Linked DNA regions of Mus musculus: regions 2, 3 and 4 are each linked to region 1. Evidence: chromatin contacts called from public HiChIP or PLAC-seq and promoter capture Hi-C data. All regions are on one chromosome and are shown on one strand. The core of a region is the stretch at or near the end of the contact, and the rest is flanking DNA. Distances in the headings are between cores, read along the strand shown.

Region 1 (4,576 bases), core at 1,273-3,772:
TCTACCATGGTTACTCTAAAATATGACTTAATTTTATTAGTAAATCAGTTACATTTTATGTGTTACATATGTGAAAATGCATATATCTATATCTATATATATTTTCTATATGACTTTACATTTTTTGATGGACTTTTCTAGGGAAAGCACATAACCCCCCCTGAGCATGATGTGGTCGACACACTCTGTTTCTATTGAAGTTGGGTGCCTGAGTCCTAGAAGATTCACATTTATAGTAGGCATCACAGCTTGTTGCACCTCAAATGCTCACATGCTGAACAAAAGTCCACTGCTTTCTCTTACTATTAAATCAATTTAACTAAAACCAGAGACCCCTGGGACAGACACGATTTCAAATGTGTTAGCCATACCTAAAATTCCTTTTAAAAGATAATAGTTATTCAATAAATATCTGTCAATACTGGAAGTACTGTTCAAACACTGCCAACATTTTCAATATTTCTTTTCTCAAGTAGGGGTATGATAAATGGCAATTCTCTCCTGGTACAAAATATCTGTTTGCTTACTTCTGGCTGCACTTAATATCAGTGTTAGCTTACAGCAGGTACGTGAGAGCTCTGCATTTACAAGAGTGAAGAACATCCATTTAGCAAAAAATAGGGATGTTCACATTTCATTCATAAACCAAAACTGAGTCCTGCGATAAGAATGGGCACAATCATTTCCGTATGCTGTATATTCATGCTGAGTATCATATAGATTTACCCTGAAATCATAGTCACATTTCTAGGAGATCTCTCTGTGAGACTCCCCTCGCCAGTTACTTTACAGAGACGGACATGATGGGAGAAGAGAATGATGCATCCAGGATGAGAATTAGTGCAAGCCTCCATTTGTTTTCCTAATCATGAGAACCTGAGCTAATCGGAGAAGTTCACTCACAGACTCGGAAAGCACTGGTGATTGAATCAGAGAGGCAGTCTCACAAATGTCATTACAAGGCTAGACAAGGAATATGAGTCACTCTGCCAGGTCTCAAACCCCTGGGTTTCACAGGGTGAGGTAGGGATGGTATCCAGAGGTCAGAATGTTCTCCTGGGGCATCAGCCTAGTTCAAGGCTCTGGGCACAGCAGCAAATATTCTCATAGGACTCTATTCAGATCAGGTGTGGGTGACTAGTCCTGGCTATTGGCTCCAGGCAAATAAATGTGGGAGTCTCTAAAGCTGGTCGCCTTTAAAGAGCTCTTGAGAAAACTCCCAAGGGAGTCTACAGTTTAACTCTTTCATTGCTGCTCCATTTCCTCCCCATAAGCCCAGTACACACAAGACCAAAGTGTTCCAGGGTAAGTGAATGTAGAAATAGAATCTGATGAACAGTTTTTACGTAATCAGCAGCATTTCAACTTCTGCAGACTGACGCTGCCAAACAACCTCCCACCCTGAGAGAGCAGGCATTTATAAATGTTACATCTTTATATCTCCTCCCTCAAATTCCTTAATGGGCCATTAGTAAGGAGATCGATCCTAGTTACTTTATAGCTAGGCAACAGCACAGGCACCCTGCTGTGTTTACTAGTGCCAGAAACACCATTCAAAAGTTGAGAAGGTCGAAGCTCTACTTTGCAAACATTTGGGGGCGAAAAATTGGGGCAAGGTGAGGTGGAAAGGGGGAAGAGAGAAAACCCGGTGTGACCTAACTCAGAAGCATATGTAACAAGCAAATTCCTACTTAAGCTATCTGGGGGGGAGTGGAGACTGCTAAGTTCTACAGTTACAGGATACAAGCTTTAGCACCCCAACTCGCCCCAACCCGGGTTCCTTAGAAAACCGAGCCCCTTCCCCACCTCTGGCGGCCACAGCAAATGCCAGCTCTGGAGCTAAATGCGCTTGGCTGGAGATGGGTGCGCATCACTTACGTCTCGGAATTTGTTCCACTGTCCGACTTCCTTGTCATACTGAGAGATTGTCGTGAGCCATTGTTTTTCGTCCAGAAAATTACCGCCGTCCGACCGCCCCCCGGCCACAGCCACCGCCGCGGCAGCTGCAAGAGTCTGGCTGCACCAAGCCGCTGCACACACACACAATAAGGCTGACACCTTGAGCATCTGGGAAGGAGACACAACCACGGGTAGGGAGCAATGTCAGAGACCGGGTGCGAAGATGGGGGCGCCCCTGGAAGGCATGCATCAGCGAGGACGGGTTGGAGAGAAGGGGAGACGAGCAGGGACAGGGGTGTCCCCTTCCAGGAGGCTTCACCCCCAAACCAGGGCACTCACACACACGCAGACCCAAGGGAGAAGAAGAAGGGGTCTAAGGGAGGAAGCCCCAAGCAGCTAGAGTCCCAGCGGCCAGATAAAACGCTTGCCGGCCCATCACCTTGTTGAGAGCGGGCACGGAGCTCGCAGCTCCTGATGGAAAAGCAGCCCGGCTCTGGCAACTCGCTTCTTGCTGGAGCTGCTGCACGCGCCGCCGTCTCAGCCGTCCACTCAGCTCCCTGCGCCCGGCGCTCCCCCCATCCCACCCTCCCCGCGCCTATCCCTCGCCAGCTCCCCTCGCTTCACCCCTCCCTCCCCCACCTCCTTCCTCCCCTCCTCCTATCCCACCTTCCTCTCCCTGAATCCCAGCTGCAGCAAGTTCCGGATGCGAAGCCTGGCTGGAGCCAGAGGATGCAGTAGGCTCCTCTCCTAGGAATCCCTTGCTTTCTAACCTCTTGCCTCCAGAAAAGGTTCTCATGTTCCAGGCACAACCAGCTCATTCTCTCTTCTCTTGGATTGAATGCCGGTGAAGCAAGGCATCTCCCTCTCTGCTACTCCTGTTTTTCAATTTCAAGGGTGGTCAGGCAGCTATAAGGAAATAGATCAGAAGAAAACTTTATGCATCTCAGAGTGAGAGTCCGTGAGACTTTGCTCTGAACCTGAACTCAGCTCCTCCTTCCTAAAGACCACCATAAGGCCTTGGGGAAGCTCTTCACTGTCTGCAAATGTATGCTCTGAACTTCTGAATTATTTCAGAGCCAAACTCTCTTTAGATTTGGCAGGCAAAGTGTTTGATTTCACCAGCATGCCATGCTCAGTGCACACAACCCGTTTTTCCTTTCTAAAATCCCTCCAATAACTGTGGTGTATGCTACAGTCCTTAAAGCAAAGATAAATAAGCCACCTATGTCAGTCTTCTGAATATAAGCAAACAGCTTTGAGGCCCTAGCTAGGATGTACTTCGAACTTCCACTGATAACAAAAACATTTGCCTGCCCAAATCTATTCTCACACCCTGTGCAGAGCCCAGTGAAGAAATTCTTTTCCTTGTACTTACAGAAAGCAGGTTAATTGAGCAGGGTATGTAAATTGAGAGATTTTTGGAAATCAACAGACTACAAAAGTGTTAGCCATCTGTATTTGAATTACATATGTCAGGCAAGCTACACCTTCCCAAGCTATGACCTTTGTATTTTCTAAAATTCAGGAGGTCTTCATTAGAATAGTGGCAACAGGTGTGTCCCGTATTCTGAGTACTTTGTTCTCACTCGGGTCATAACTTTTAGATGATATTTTAAAGAAATCAAACTGATTGATATTAATTACTAACTTTAAATACAGAATCTAAGGAAGTGTCAATTATTAGCATAAATGATAAAAGTGAAATTTTTAACGTAGTAAGAAGACACTTTCCGATTCCTGGCACACACACACACACACACACACACACACACAAAGAAGGGAGAAAGTTATTACAAATCTACAATTATAATTTACAGACGTATCGACTGATAGCAAAGATGCATCAACAATTTTTGAGAACAGTATCATGTAGTATTTCTATATACTATTCCTAGATACTTAGTTTGCTTTGTTACAAGCAAGCTCAGCATGTGTTATAGCCTTTATGAGTTTTCATTTCTATATCATGAATACTTGGCTGACTCACCCTCCAATGCCTCTTCTGTATATCCCCAGCTTCACCTCTCTACTTCAAAAATTTAAGACCCACATACAGTCCTCTTAATTCAATAAGAATGTCTCATCATGATTTAAAATTATTTAAAAAAAATAAGGATAAGGACCTTAAACCTTATGTACAATGCTGATACGCAGCAGAAGTCAGGAAACTTTAAAACAAACTGGTCTTCTAGAATGAGTAACCTTTCTTTAAACAAGGTGTGTTATGAAGGTTAACCCTCTACACCATACGTGTTAACATGTATGAAAACATACATAACATGCATGATAACATAGCATGTTACAAAAATGCCATGATCACAGTTAATGTGTAGAGAAGCACATTTATTTTATTTACATATATATTTTCATGCATATATATGAATTTCTATTATTTGTGTGTATATAGTTCATTGTCAATTGGAACATATTTATGAAACCTATTAAGCAAGCCTATCTTCTATGGACAGCTTCCAAGACACTGAGCAGGGTGAAACAATTGCTGAAGGGAAAGCAAGGATAGCTGTGTACATCTTGAAATGAAGCTTTTGAGAATACCACAATCCAGATGTGACAGTGAAATGGTATTTCTAGAAAAATTATAATTCATTATGCGTAATGGTGGAGGCCACCTTCTCTGACTTAGCCTTGGTGCTGGTCTGGCATCTCCTTCCTTCCC
Region 2 (4,576 bases), core at 1,444-3,943, 980 kb before region 1:
CCTCATCTGCTGAGCCATGTCTCTCTATGATCTATTTTAGAATTCCTTCTCTGCATCACAAAATTATTATTGTTGCTTTAAAGGTGTATTACATATGTGTTATAATGAAAATATTAATTTTCTTTTCTTGCAATTATTTTTCAGGTTTAGGTATTTCAGTTGTGCTGACTGATAAACATTCCGTTCTAATTCAGGAAGCAAATTAAAAGTGGCATTATTTTTTTTTAAGAGCTTAAGAAAAGTTACCTTAGCCTATAGCTTTCATGCGGAGAGGTTTTGAGAATATGCTATTTTTTTTAAAAATTATTATGTGTGTGTGTATAAGGATGTGCATGTATGTGAGGGCAGATGCTTGTGGAGACTAGAGGCTGATCCTCTCAGGGCTGAAGTTAAAAGTAGTTGTGAGCTGCCCAGTATAGGAGGTAGTAGCAAACTCAGGTCCTTAGGAAGAGTAGTACATGCTCATAGCTGCTAGGCCACCTCTCCAGTCCCTATCCCATTTCTTTAATAATCCCTATGTTATATTTGTCATGTTTTTACATGTTCTTCAAATAATTTTTCAATTTTTTTCTAAAAGGTCAGACTATTGGTACAAGTATAATGATACCTTTTTCTTTCAATGTAATTTTTGTAAAACACAGAATTTCTTATTTCATTCTCCCTTGCCTTTAGGGTTCTATTAACTTCAGAAAATGATGATGATGATGATGATGGTGCTGATGATAAATGGAATACAAAGTGTAGCAACAGAATTATATCAAAGACCTCACCTGATACTACTTCTTTGGTATCAAGACAACCTTTATCCTTACATCAATGTAATTTGGAATTATTCCTTCCTAAAGAAGGTAATCAGAAAACATGTGGTTCAGGTCATTCAGAACATACTTCAAGTGTTGATGTACTTCCTAATGGTAAGATTGTTTTTAAAACTTTATGTAGCCTTTCTTAAGGGCAACAATGTACAAACAGTTTATCCTTTAGATAGATCTCTTGTATAGGTAACTTGTACTTGCTAACTTCTACCATTTAAAACTACTGGTGAAAATTTCAACTTGAAGTAAATGTCCAGACAAATGTCAGATTCATGGACACCTAATACTGTTAGTCTAGAAGCGGTCTTCAAAAATGAGCAGGACTAAGCTTTCCATTTTGCTTAGCTTGTAATTTGAAAATGCCATTACATTTATATGTTTAGTTTCATTTCCTTTTCATGGATATGAAAAAATGTTCATCTAGGTGAATACAGTGATTTTTTTTCAAGGTCATAACCAATTAGTGATTATGATGGTTAGTTTTGATTTTTCAAGCTGACATAGTCTAGAATCATCTGGAAAGAGAATCTCAATGAGAGATAGTCTAGATCAAGTTTGCCTGTGAACATGACTGTGGAGAATTATCTTGATTTTACTGAGTTGGGAAGCGTTGTCCACTGTGGGTGGTACCATTTCCTTGGCAGGAGATTCTTAACTATTTAAGAGTGAAGAAGGCAAACTGAGTACAAGCTTCTATCATTCATTGCTCTCTTCTCAAGACTCTGAGTGTGGGTGGCTATCTGCTTCAAATTCCTGCCACTTTGATTTCCTTGCAATGATGAGCTGTAGCCCAGAACTGTGAACCAAATAAATTCTCCTTTAAGGTTCTATTGTCTGTATTTTACCAGAGCAACAGAAATGAAAATATCATAGTGCTAATGAACTTGAGTAATGACTTAGTAAGAAAACATAATAAAACTTAATTTTATTACACGGTCTTCCTAATTGATAATCCTGTAATGTAGTCTATAGCTTATGCATTGGTTAAATATTAACAAACTAGAATACAGAAACTTAATTTGCCATGGACCGGTGCTCAACAGGCCCTCCTCAATCCCTGCTAATCAAGGTCTTGGACAGATAGGCATAGAGTGGGTGGGAATAGGGGTGACAAACAGATGGAACATGAGAGAGTGTATTGAATCTGAGTGTAATGTGTCAAATCGAGCATCAAACTTTTTATATAGAAGAATAACAAGAAACCAGGCCAACATATCTGCTAAGTTACAGTGACATAAAACAAAAGGAATGCATACATCAAAAGATGGTGGGGAACAGGCCCTGTTTACCACTTAGAATGGAGACAGATGTAATGCTAGTCTATTGCTAAATTCACCACCAGGGGTTCTTAGTAAATGCCTGATTATGTGTTCCTTTGGGCCTAGTGAAGAAAATTGTCCCAGGGAGATTCCCTAACTCTTTCACGGTTACCCCACCCATTCTTATTCGCTAGGCCATTGTGTATTCCCTTGTTTGGGTGAGACTAAGTAATCACTCTGCTGACTAGCCCTGAGCTATTCTAGCTCCATTCTTTGTAATGCCTAATTAGTTTCACTTCTCTACTAGAAGTAAATCTGAATGTTACTGAATAGGTAACCTTCTCACTGAATTCTTACTGAATTCCAAGACCTTCAGCTTCAAGGATTTTCTAGGACTTTGGAACACTGGTGGAGGCTCACCTATGTCAGAATTCAATCTTTAAAGGCACTTATAATAAAACAATACTGAAAGAGAGCATACACCATACTAACTTGGGGATAGGGTTTGAGTATATGGGCTATGAGAATGCCAAGATTCCAGGAGGCTGAGTTTCCTTGAAACTCTTTGCCTCTTTTGACTGCCTCCAGGCCTTTCAACCTAGACAGGCAGACTTCACTGGAGTGGGTGTAGCACTAAATGTTAAGCTCAGAGCACAGTGTTTTTCTTTCCACAGTCTTAGGTATCCTCCCCACCAGCGTTACTATTATTATTTGAGGCCATGGTCTCCTTCAGCTCTAGAAGTAGGAATTAATGGCTCTATTATAGTATATACCCATTCCAGTCTTGGGGTGGGGGCTGAGTGAATGCTCAGTAGTATGCATTTCTCATGGATTTAGATGTAAAATGTGACCTGTGAGTACTCCAGTTAGTCTAACTAATTTTTATTAGCATGAATTCTGAATAAGGGTCTGAGAAGAACAGAAGTTCTCTCTGTGAAACAGCTAAGTATCTGCTTTGTTTACTATAGATTATTACGTATTTTTTGTTTTTCTTTATTTTGTAGAGAGCCATTGTCACTCAGATCAAAGTCCTCAGAGTTCTCCGAGTGAGATGAAAACTGGTCCATCTCCCAACCTTAGAAGGGGAGAAAAATTAACACTTAAAAATATTACTCAGAGGAAGAAGTGTGTGTCTTCAACTGTAGACATACTGTATGTGTCAGATTTAGAAAACCAATCAATATCAAGTCCAGGATCAAATTGGAATAATGAGATAAATGGCCATACCAATGAAACCAGTAATAACACACAAAGAAATACCGAGTGTTTTCTTGGCTTACCTTCTGAATCTTCCAGTGAGCCTTATGTAAAGCGCATGGAGCAAGTGCAGAAAACTGACAACTTTCATTTTCATAACACTGTGTCTGAAGCCGCTGATGTGGAGTTAACTGCTACTGATGTAGGCAAGATTGTAATAGTTTCAAAGAGCAATAAAAATCAAATTAAGAAAAAGGCAGATTGTAGAAAGGAGACTTTCAGAAAAGTGAAAGGTGCAAGCTCTGATAAAAAGAGAGAAAGCTCAAAGAGAGAATGTAAAGATGGTTCAGAAGTAGGTGCTGAAAAAGAGACTGATGAAAGCAGAGCAAAAAGAGGCTCTGGTGTCCTGGATGGCAGAGGGGATTCAGAAGAGCCAAACTGTATTTCCAGTACTGAGCAGCCATCTCAGGTAAACACGCAAAAGAAAATAACCCCCCAGAACAGCTCAGATCAGGAGAACATTCAAAATAAAAAGAGGAGGCGAACATATATGCTAGATGAGCAAGAGGAAGCAAACCCTTTCTCCAGACATTCAGTCAAATTCCTTCAAGATGGTAAATTTGACCTGTGTCAGAAAACCCTACATCATAATTTAAGTAACCCTTCTCGACAGACATTTGTGATTCATAAATCAGAAAAAGGTAACTTATTTCCAAATCAAGAAGATAAGGACACCATTTCTGAAAGCCTAGAAGTTACAAATGAATTTCATACAGCTGATCATTCCATCAGAGAAAATGTATGTGACCATGAGGCTCAGACAACATTGGGCTTGAGAAAGTCTGTCAATGCTCAACAAAATCTAACAAAGAAGACTAAGCAGAAAATAAATCGAGGAACAAAAATAGTTTCTAGCATGAAACAAATATATGAGGACAATGATAAAGATATGCACTTCCTAGAAAAAGGCAACTTTCCCTTCCAAACCCAAGCAGATAAAGTAACCACCAGTGGAAGTCTAGAAGCTACAGAAGAATTTGATACACCTCTTTTCTTCACAAGAGTTAATGGAAGCTTGCGAGACTGTGAGACCCAGAATGTTATGGATCTGCACAAGCAAATTACTGGTATATACCCTGCTCAGAATGAGTCTCAAATGAGCAAAAATCCTAGGCAGAAAGTAAATCGCAAGACAGCAGTAATTTCTGGAGTGAATTGTTTTAGTAGTGACAAAGGTGTTCATTGTTCAGAAAAGGATAAGTCTTTCTTGCTACAAAAGGATAAAGACATTCTTGGAACCTTAAA
Region 3 (4,576 bases), core at 752-3,251, 870 kb after region 1:
TAAACCAACTTCAATATGCTGTGTTTCTCTAGAAGACCAAACTATTATCATTCCCATCAGACAAAACGGAACATCTCATGTTTGCATCAGAAACTGAAGCATTAAATGAAATGTGTGTGGAACACAGCTGTTTGGAAGAATATTTTCTTACTGTAACAAGTAATACAACTTGCACAGATGTCTTTATAATGAAGCACAATTGTGGAGTTATACAGGGATCTCACAGTAAGGAGAATTAAGACAGATTTAAACTCTCACTCTATGTGCTCGACTTTTGAGTATTTCAATAATAGGCCTTGTTTTTATGATTAATTAGGGAAAGGCATACAAGTCAAATGCATATGAAAGTGTACCCCTGAGTATATTCCAACAAGGAGAAAATCATAGTTCACTTTTGACCCCCATTTCATCCATAAGGCGATGTGAATAAGAAGTCACAGATGAGAAACTGTTGTTTCATTTTTAATTTAATCAGCGTGGTCAGATGGTTTCGGCAGTGGCACCGAACATCTCAGTTTGAAAGGCAAGTACTCATTAGCTTAATGGAAGGCCAAGCTGTGATTCCGGCAGAGCTTGCTTGAGGGCAGGGCTTCAGAAAATAGGAAATCAGAGGTGATGAGGCTGGGGAAAGTCACACTCCAGAGGTTGCATCTGAGAAGTTATTTATATAACTCCAAGTGAGAATGTAAGGGTCTAATTAGGAAGCCAACTTGAATGTTCCTCTTTGAACTTTCAAAGTATACTTATTTAAACATACAATTCAATATTTATCTTCCCAGCTGAAGGCACAGTCTCCTTCCTGGTACCCTGATAATAGCATGCTGTTCCCCCATCTATAGACCTCAGCCTGCTATGCAGTGTGCCTTGGCTATTTTCCCTGATTTCTGTACCCTCCACTCAAGGGAAGCGGCAGGGGATAGAGATTGCTTTCCTTGTTTATTTTCACACTAGCCAAGACTGAGTACAAACAAATAATTGTTGAATTACATGTTGTCCTATCCATTCATTTGCTCGCTTTGTTATTATTGTACAAGTACTTAGTAGTTACCAGGCACAGCTCCATGGGCTGATGAAAAAGCCGTGGATAAAGCAGGTCAAGTCTCTGCCATGGTGGAGCCAATTCCTGCCTTGGTGACAAGGGACATTATTTGCTAAAATATACCAGTTTGCAGTGGGTGCTGCGTAATAAGACCAAGTCAGGTGAAGTGTGCTGGTGTGCTGGGGGACTGCTCTGTACACTTTCTCTGAGAAGCCAGAAGGGCAAGGGCACATGAAAGGCAGAGTGAAAGTCAAAGTCAAACATCAGACCAGATCTGCCCTTCCAGAAGCAGTAAGAAGACCACTGTAGCTAAATTAGACCAATCAGAAGCAAGAAGAAAAGCAATGTGTGCCAAGATAGGATCAGAATGTAATATGAATCTTTTCAATGCTGGTAAGAATGTATATTCTTATTTGCATGCAATAACATACCCAGTGCCTGCTTTCTTCTGAGATAAACCATAATGAAGAAGGACAATGTTTTCCTTTGAAGTAGAGGAACATTTAAGGCCGAAGAATAGTTATTCTTGTTTCCTTTTTTTTCCCAGGATATTGACATCAAATTTTTAGAGAGAACATAGGGAAGAAGCACAGAAGAGCTCATTAGATGGCTGCTCTGTTATTGTAGAGGAGGGAGGATGGTGGCCTATCCAAGGCGTGTGGAAGGAGAAGCAGCATGAGTTGGCCAGAGATGGTCAGTACTGTTGGCCAATTCTAGGACTGTAAGCACATGGTGCTTACCAAGGACAGGAGAGGAGCAAGGCATAAGATGCATCCATTGCATGAATGTCACAGACTGACTATATTTGCTCATATTATGAACCTGAGAGTCACTAAGTGCTGGGAACTTCTCATCTCTCTTGTGTTCTTGTCGAATCACCATGTGTGCAGCCCAGAGAACAGGGCTGTGTTTCCATGTTAGAGATGATGGACTGGACTGATACCAGGCATGGTGAAAATAGAAGGAATGAAAGATAACAGAAAAGGCTCTGAGCTGTGGGGATAGTAAGAGACACGTACTGTGAAGACAAGAAGATGGAAGCCACACTACATTGCCATTATTTGTAGCTAAAGACTATTAATATGCAAGCTTTTTGAGTATTTTGGAAGGAATGACACTTTTGGAGTACATTTTGGAGTGTTGAAAGTATTTTTAACAGTTCCCTTTAAGACTTACAATACTTGTGCTCGTCCTGTGAGGAGGGCTTTTGTTTTCTTTACTCAGGTAACATATACAAAGAAATTTAGTAATATTCTTTCAATCTCATGCCAATATTATACACAAGATTAAAACTATAACATAGTGTCAGTAAAGAGTATCAAAAAACCTGGCTTCTTTCACTAAACTGTTGTTTAATTGAATTTTTTAAAGCAAACTTTACTATAGCATTCTCTCTTTGTCTTGCACACACACAGAAAGATACAAAATAAAGACATATATCGCCATCTAGTGGCAATTCCAACCTGTTAGTAGTGGAATACATATTCAATATTGTCTAAAATTGATATAATGTGTAAAGAAACAAAGGAGATGTTATATACATATGGGATAAGTGCAGTGATCAAATATGCTAAAAGATTAAATCAAAGATTTGGAATGCTCACGTAATCTTCAACTTGAAGAGAACAAATATTCTTTGCAGATAATAAAATCTATTTCTCTTTCCATACTCATTTATTCATGTGGTTTTTTATTCTCTCATTTTTATGTATCTACTTACATATTACATATGTTCTATCCATATGTTGTACAATACTATCATATAGTCAAATTCTGACTTTAGGAAAATTTTTAAGATAATCTATGCGTTCATAGACACTAGAAAATATATGCATATGCAGTTTTATCATATACCTTGATTGTTGTAATATAATACATTTAAAATTATTGATATATCAAATAAGCAATTGATTTAGGATTAGAGAAAGACTGGTGGCTCAGGAACCAGTTCAAGTATTAAACCTTTGTATTAGCTGTCTGAGCATTGCTATCTCTTCATAATGGTATATTGAATATGTCTGCATGCATTAATATTTTCAATCCACTGTATCATATCTAAGTTAACATAAACTCCTCATTCTCAAAAGTATGCTGTATTTACTATCTAGGCTCCCTGTTTCCTACACACCATTACAAAACAGACTGGCTAGGCATGGTGGCATGTACCTATACTTATAGTATTCAGGAGGCTGAGGCAGGAGGATAGTGAATTCAAGGCCAACTTAGGCAGTACAGAAAGACTGCCTTTTCAAAACGACAGACAGGTCATATCTAGGCCCCGTCTCTTATGTTTCACCTAATTGCAGAATTGATGCAGTGGATCAAAATTCTTTTCACATCCTCAAGGCACATCCTAAATAGTGGCTACTTAAATTCTCACACTCTTCCATCTGCTCTGCTTACATCTGTTGCGGTAAATCTCCTCCCAATATGCCCCAGCAATGAAAACACAACACAGTTCATATGATCACATGCTGAGCACCTAGATTGGGCAGATCTACTGATATACTACCATCTTCCACATCTATGAGCCCCTTAGAACTTGTGGTTTCTCCAGGCCATGTGCTTCTGCTCTGCTTTTCTTCTTCTTCCTCCTCCTCTGCATCCTCTCCCTCTTCCATTTTCTCCTTTTTCTCTCCTCCCCCTTCTGCTCCACCTTCCCTTTATCTTCCCAATTATCAGCCCTCCTTTATTTTACAAATTAAGGTGGGAAGCAGGTTTACAGGAAATCACCTGAGTGCTGACTCATTCCTTGTTTGCAGCCACTCATAGGAGAACTGAATTAACATCAAATATAATTAGCCCCAGGGCTATCCACAACACAGATGCCAGTTTTTCAGGACCATTCCTGGTGCACTTGAAAACAGGTTGGAAAAAATAAGGTCTGAGTCTCTGTGAACATTTAAGTTTTAAATCAACTTAATGTTGACTTAAAGTTAGTTTGTCATTTTATATACATATTCTATTTTGCCCAGCCAGTGTCTTGCCAGTCCTTCAAGTTTGTCTCTTTTAATATCTTTGCCATGCAAGTAAAGTATGACAAGATTGAATTTATTCTAATAAATTTTATTATGCCCTAATAACAGTGTAAAATACTAAATACTATTGCACACTTTTAAGTAGAACTAGATATATTTTATACTTTTTAGAAAAACACAATAAACTTAAAATATTTTTCAATTGTCTGTATAAACCTACAGAAATGTAATTTAGCATGTTTTTTAAATTTCTTATTATACCAGAAAATAGAAAGTATAAATGGAAGTATTAATTTCATATTTTATACCTGTATTCCAAGAACTAAAATCTAGCATGTATGTTTTTCTATTTAAGTAACTTTCAATATTTTATATAATGTGGCTGTTATTTGAAAAATGTATAAGATTGGTCAGTTTATGTAAGTTTTAGTTCATAGAGTAACCAAGTACACCCTGCTAAAAGAAACTTTGTATGAGGAAATAAAATAAAACATATATTATATTTAAGGATTAATGGTTCATTAGTTATATCCAGGAAAACCAAAGGCTGCAAGTTCAA
Region 4 (4,576 bases), core at 587-3,086, 810 kb before region 1:
TTAGAATAAAGAATGGTTTAAATGAGTTATATCCTTAAGTGTGAGTAAAATATAATTGACTTAAAATTTCTAACAAACTTCTAAAAATTTCTAATAAATAGTAAGTGATAAAAAAACTTCACTGTGTGATTTGTTAGGCTGATTCACAATAGGTGAATGACCCAACCTGACTATGGTAAGGCCCTAGCCTTAGATTCTAGTTACCATTTTTTATGGATGATAAAGAAGAGCACTGTGAAGTCACTTACAGGTATTTAAGCTTCAGACCTAGCTGACAAGATCAACTGCCAGACACTGGAAGCATGAATCTATCACACACACACACACACACACACACACACACACACACACACACACAAATATTAAACTTCATGTGACTATAATACAGTGGTGGAACTTTGATCTGTCTGCAATGAACTTTCAAAATGAAATTCTTAGGCAAATGGATGGAACTAGGAAATATCATCCTGAGTGAGATAACCCAGTCACAAAATAACATACATGGTATGCATTCACTGATAAGTGGATATTAGCCCAAAAGCTGAGGGTAAAAGGCCCACAACATGAGGAGTCCCCACGTTCTGACTCAGGAGAGGTGACACCCCAAATCACTCACAAGAAAAGGCCTTGATGCAAACCACAAGAGGACTTTTTTATTCCAAGAGCGTTCTGGGGCCCACAGTCATATACCACACAGGGGTAGAGAACTGTGGAGCCTGGAGTAGTTGGGTAAGAGGGTATTTAAAGGAAGAAAGCATAACTCAAGGGGGTGGGGAGGGTGTTGTTGGAAAATACCAAAAATATCAGTTCAGAGTCAAGAGGAAGTGGAAAGTCAAGACAGTTTTCTTTGAGCCTCTAACAATAGCATATTTGCATATTGGGTTCCAGCAAAGGTCAGGGTGGGTCAGGTTGATTTTCTTTGAATGAACATTCCCTGAACCCAGGAAGCAGGTGGCTGGAGGAATGTTGCTATCTGTTTTATGATTAGCATGCCTTGGAGCACTGAGTCACTAAGGTCACATTCTCAAGCCTGGGCCTAAAGGCCTAGAATTTTTTGTTGTTGTTGTTTTTTTATGTTATACTTTTTCAGGAGTACCCAAGATACAAATTTACAGATTACGTGAAGCTCAAGAAGCAGGAAGACCAAAGTATGGGTACTTTGGTCCTTCTTAGATAGGGTAACAATGTACTCAAGGAAGCAAATACAGAGACAAAATGTGAAGCAGAGATCCAAGGAAAGGGCATCCAGAGACTGTCCCACCTGGGGATCCATCCCATATACAGCCATCAAATCCAGACACTACTGCAAATGCCAAGAAGTTCTTGCTGACTGGAACCTGAGAGGCTCTTTGAATATTTTATAGAATAAAGTTTGATCACATTCTGCTCCATCCACTCCAATAGTGACTCATGTGACAGGCCTAGAAACCTGGAGGCAGTCCTGAGGCAGAGTTTCATGGAAACTTAGCCTCCTGGAACCTTGGCATTCCCGTTGCACATATGCTCCAAACCTGTCCCTGCGTTAGTCTGTTGTATGGATCTTTGTGCGCTCTTTCAGTATTCTTTTATTATAAGTACCTTTCAGGATTGATTTTGACATATAGCTAAGTCTCCACTGGTGTTGAGCCAACCCGGAGCTTGGAATTCAGTAAGAATGTTACCTATTCAGTAACATTCAAATTTACCTCTAGTAGAGACAGTGAAAATAATCAGGCATTACAATATACTTGAATAAGAGCTAGAAAGCTCGGAGCTAATCTACATAGTAATTACTTAGAACAATATCCGAGTCACACCCAAACACAAGAATACACAATGGCCTAGGAAATAGGTGGGTTGTGGTTTCAGAAAGGGTTAGTAGAACAGAATTCCCCTGGCCGGTTTTTCACTAGACCCAGAGGAATAGCATAATCAGGTATTTACTAAAGGACCCCTGGTGGTGGGTTTAATAATAGACTAGCATTGCATCAGAGCGTTCACCTGGCTCCTGTATTTAGCTGATCTTAATTAAGGGTTGTGCCTATTCTCAGTTGAAAATATGGCCTGGATCCCGACATATTTTTATGTATGCATTTTCTTTGTTTTGTGTAAAGAACCAGTGTACCCTGGCGGATGTATTCGCCTAGCTTTCTTATTTTTCTTCTGTATTGTAAGACTGGTACTCGCTTTGAGAAAATATATTTTGTTATACACACTCTCTATGTCCGTATCTGTTTGTCATCCATGCCAACTCCTTGCTGGACTGTAACCTGACCCCGAGTTTTCCTGTGGATCGAGGACTCGACTGAGGTCCGTGCAGCAACATTCGCCATATTTTTCCTACCTCCAGACATGTTCAGATATATGGAACAAATAAAAATGAATAGTGTTGCTTTAACAATTAATGATCCTTAGATAAAAACCCACATCTCAAATTGAATTTTTCTTTAAATTTCTGAAGTAACAACCTTATTACTGCAATAGAATCTGTGATTATAATAAAATGCTTTAAAATTTATAAAAGGGTAGAAATGTCCCAAATTTCACTAAAAACTGTTATCCATTCATGTCCCTTCTAGCTTGATAATGTATTAGTCACTATCTTATCAATTAACAATGAGAAGAAAGTCTAGTCTTATGGAATCTATTTCATATATTATTCAAAAGCTCAACTTATGATTTTTCTATATTCTATTTTGTGGTTTGTCTGAACTGTGGGTTTGGAGTGTAGGCAATGGATTATTCAATAATAATTTTTTGTATTAAGCAAATTAGATATTGTTATATTATTTAAAAACTATTAAATCGCCTTCCCCCCAAATAAACCAAAACACCACTACCACCACCACCACCACCACCACCACCTGTTGGACCCCATTTTGGCCCAGATTTGGGCCTTGAGGACAAACCTGAGCCTAGCTTGAGTTTTGAGACCTGTATCAGTCACTCAGTGACTCAGCAAGACCTGTTTAACACTGCCTCAGCCCTGCCATTGCTGTTGTAAAGCTTTGCCATTGGCCATGTCAGTCACTCCTTACCCTCTGTCATCCTTCCATCCCTCTTATGTCATCTTACTCCACCAAAAATCCCCATTTTTATGTTCTGAACTTATATAAGAGAGAGGCTGATGCCATAATGTTGAGTTCTTGCTTCGGCAAGACAAGACTCCTAGTTTGGTGTGTTTCTTTTGGGCCATTGACACTCACCATCCCACCCAGACATGGAGAGACCCCAGCAGGATTGGCAAGGAGCCAGTAATCACCACCACCACCAACAACAACCAAGACAACCACCACAACAAATACATAAAGGATGAGAAATTTGGCTAAACACTGAAGAGTGCTTACTGACATTTAAGAGTACCAGAATTCAATGTCTATGTCAGAGAGTTCACATCTGCCTTAAATTCACCTTCAGCTGGTTCAATGCCCTCTTCTGGCCTCCATTTGCATTGCACTCACAATATATACTGACATATGGACACATACAGATGTACAAAATAAAAAATGACATTGCAACAATTTAGAAAGCAACATATAACATATATGAGTTCATCTTAAGTCCCTCCACCAATAAAAGTTAATTATCTCATTCTTCATAGATTAGATTATAGAGGGATTTTAATTCAACAACATGGCTGCTCTGGCAAGGGGTCACATCTAAAGATATGATCTTGCTGGAATGCAGACATACCATGTACAATTAATCCCTCTGGGTAGATTATACACCTTTATTCCCTCTGACTAGAATAGATAGACATAGCCTAGTACAAACCTCTAATCCCAAACAATGAAGGTAAAGTTAAGTTTGTAGAATGAAGCAGCCATGCTTGAAATTTACATTTAATGGAGGAACAGAAAAAGTGATGAGTCAGGGAAAGATTTGACAGAATGAGTCAGAAATAGAATATGCCCACGATATTAAAGGTAAAAATTAGCTATTTAATAGTAGAGAGAGACAAAAAGTAAATGTGGTATGTGTGGCAGTTTTATGATGACATTTTAAAGTGACAGGCTGCAGAGACAACAAGGTAGACACAGGTAAAGACAGAATGATCCAGAGGATGAGAAGGAGCCAGAAGATTAGACCACATTGCCAAAGTTAATATGAGTCCAAGCAGAGCAATTCAGCCAGAAGCCAAGAGAATACAGATTAAATCAATCAGTTTAGAGAGAAATTTGGGCCATAACAGCAGAACTGAATCAGCCAGAGTTCAAAAGGAACTAGATAGGGTGAGTTTATTCTATAGTAAGCCCCCAAGTCGACAATTGAACAAATAAAAGTAACTTTTATAGTAGAGTACTCTGTAGGATATTTCAGGTTCAAAGTAACAAACAAACATTATAGAAAATACTCTCCTGTCAATGATATATCTTCAGAAAAAACTGAGAGTCCTGGGTCAGTGCTCTCCTATATAATAGGGAGACTCAGCCATTAAACTATGACAACTGATTATCCACAAGTCACAAAATCATTAAGTTGCAACAAAGCTTCAATTTGATGCCCTTAAATTTGCTGAGATAAACTGGAACTTTCAAATCAACATTGGAGTTTATCTATAATGCTTGGAATACATGTTTGAATGTTGCAACATCTT

Evidence for each region. Promoter capture Hi-C pulls out the DNA fragments that hold promoters and counts their contacts. HiChIP or PLAC-seq counts read pairs in DNA pulled down with a chosen protein or histone mark.
Region 2: an H3K27ac HiChIP or PLAC-seq map of embryonic stem cells shows a contact between it and region 1, with 4 times the contacts expected there. The contact joins the enhancer-like site here to the promoter of Spock3 in region 1. A contact is called at or near these places in 7 of 39 promoter capture datasets (the C10 cell line, cranial neural crest, embryonic stem cells and 3 more), 1 of 115 datasets of contacts at active chromatin or transcription factors (embryonic stem cells) and 1 of 9 other capture datasets (embryonic stem cells).
Region 3: a contact with region 1 is called in a promoter capture Hi-C map of hippocampal neurons, with 7 times the contacts expected there. The contact joins the enhancer-like site here to the promoter of Spock3 in region 1. A contact is called at or near these places in 9 of 39 promoter capture datasets (the 3T3-L1 cell line, cranial neural crest, embryonic stem cells and 4 more), 3 of 484 Hi-C or Micro-C datasets (the G1E-ER4 cell line, cortical neurons and embryonic stem cells) and 1 of 9 other capture datasets (embryonic stem cells).
Region 4: a promoter capture Hi-C map of embryonic stem cells shows a contact between it and region 1, with 3 times the contacts expected there. The contact joins the enhancer-like site here to the promoter of Spock3 in region 1. A contact is called at or near these places in 7 of 39 promoter capture datasets (the C10 cell line, cranial neural crest, embryonic stem cells and 4 more) and 1 of 9 other capture datasets (embryonic stem cells).

What each region holds. Positions count from the first base shown.
Region 1 is chr8:62,949,291-62,953,866 of GRCm38.p6, reverse strand. Spock3 (sparc/osteonectin, cwcv and kazal-like domains proteoglycan 3) reads right to left here and starts at 2,522. Exons shown (of 12, transcript NM_023689.3): 1 at 2,339-2,522; 2 at 1,879-2,067. The coding sequence starts at 2,067.
Region 2 is chr8:63,927,593-63,932,168 of GRCm38.p6, reverse strand. Sgo2b (shugoshin 2B) reads left to right here. Exons shown (of 8, transcript NM_001195687.1): 6 at 673-914; 7 at 3,079-4,576. It also overlaps the pseudogene Gm35713. Among named protein-coding and RNA genes, the nearest start is that of Sgo2b, 22 kb to the left of the region's middle. Within about 2 kb of position 2,693, at least 9 of the 459 cell types and tissues checked have an H3K27ac peak or open chromatin away from gene starts, as enhancers often do. A contact at or near this core is called in embryonic stem cells, where this site is marked.
Region 3 is chr8:62,078,301-62,082,876 of GRCm38.p6, reverse strand. The region is part of intron 3 of Anxa10 (annexin A10); the gene reads left to right. Among named protein-coding and RNA genes, the nearest start is that of Anxa10, 43 kb to the left of the region's middle. Within about 2 kb of position 2,001, at least 2 of the 459 cell types and tissues checked have an H3K27ac peak or open chromatin away from gene starts, as enhancers often do.
Region 4 is chr8:63,757,406-63,761,981 of GRCm38.p6, reverse strand. All of the region lies in intron 3 of Gm35424 (a long non-coding RNA gene), which reads left to right. Among named protein-coding and RNA genes, the nearest start is that of Gm35424, 18 kb to the left of the region's middle. Within about 2 kb of position 1,836, at least 5 of the 459 cell types and tissues checked have an H3K27ac peak or open chromatin away from gene starts, as enhancers often do. A contact at or near this core is called in embryonic stem cells, where this site is marked.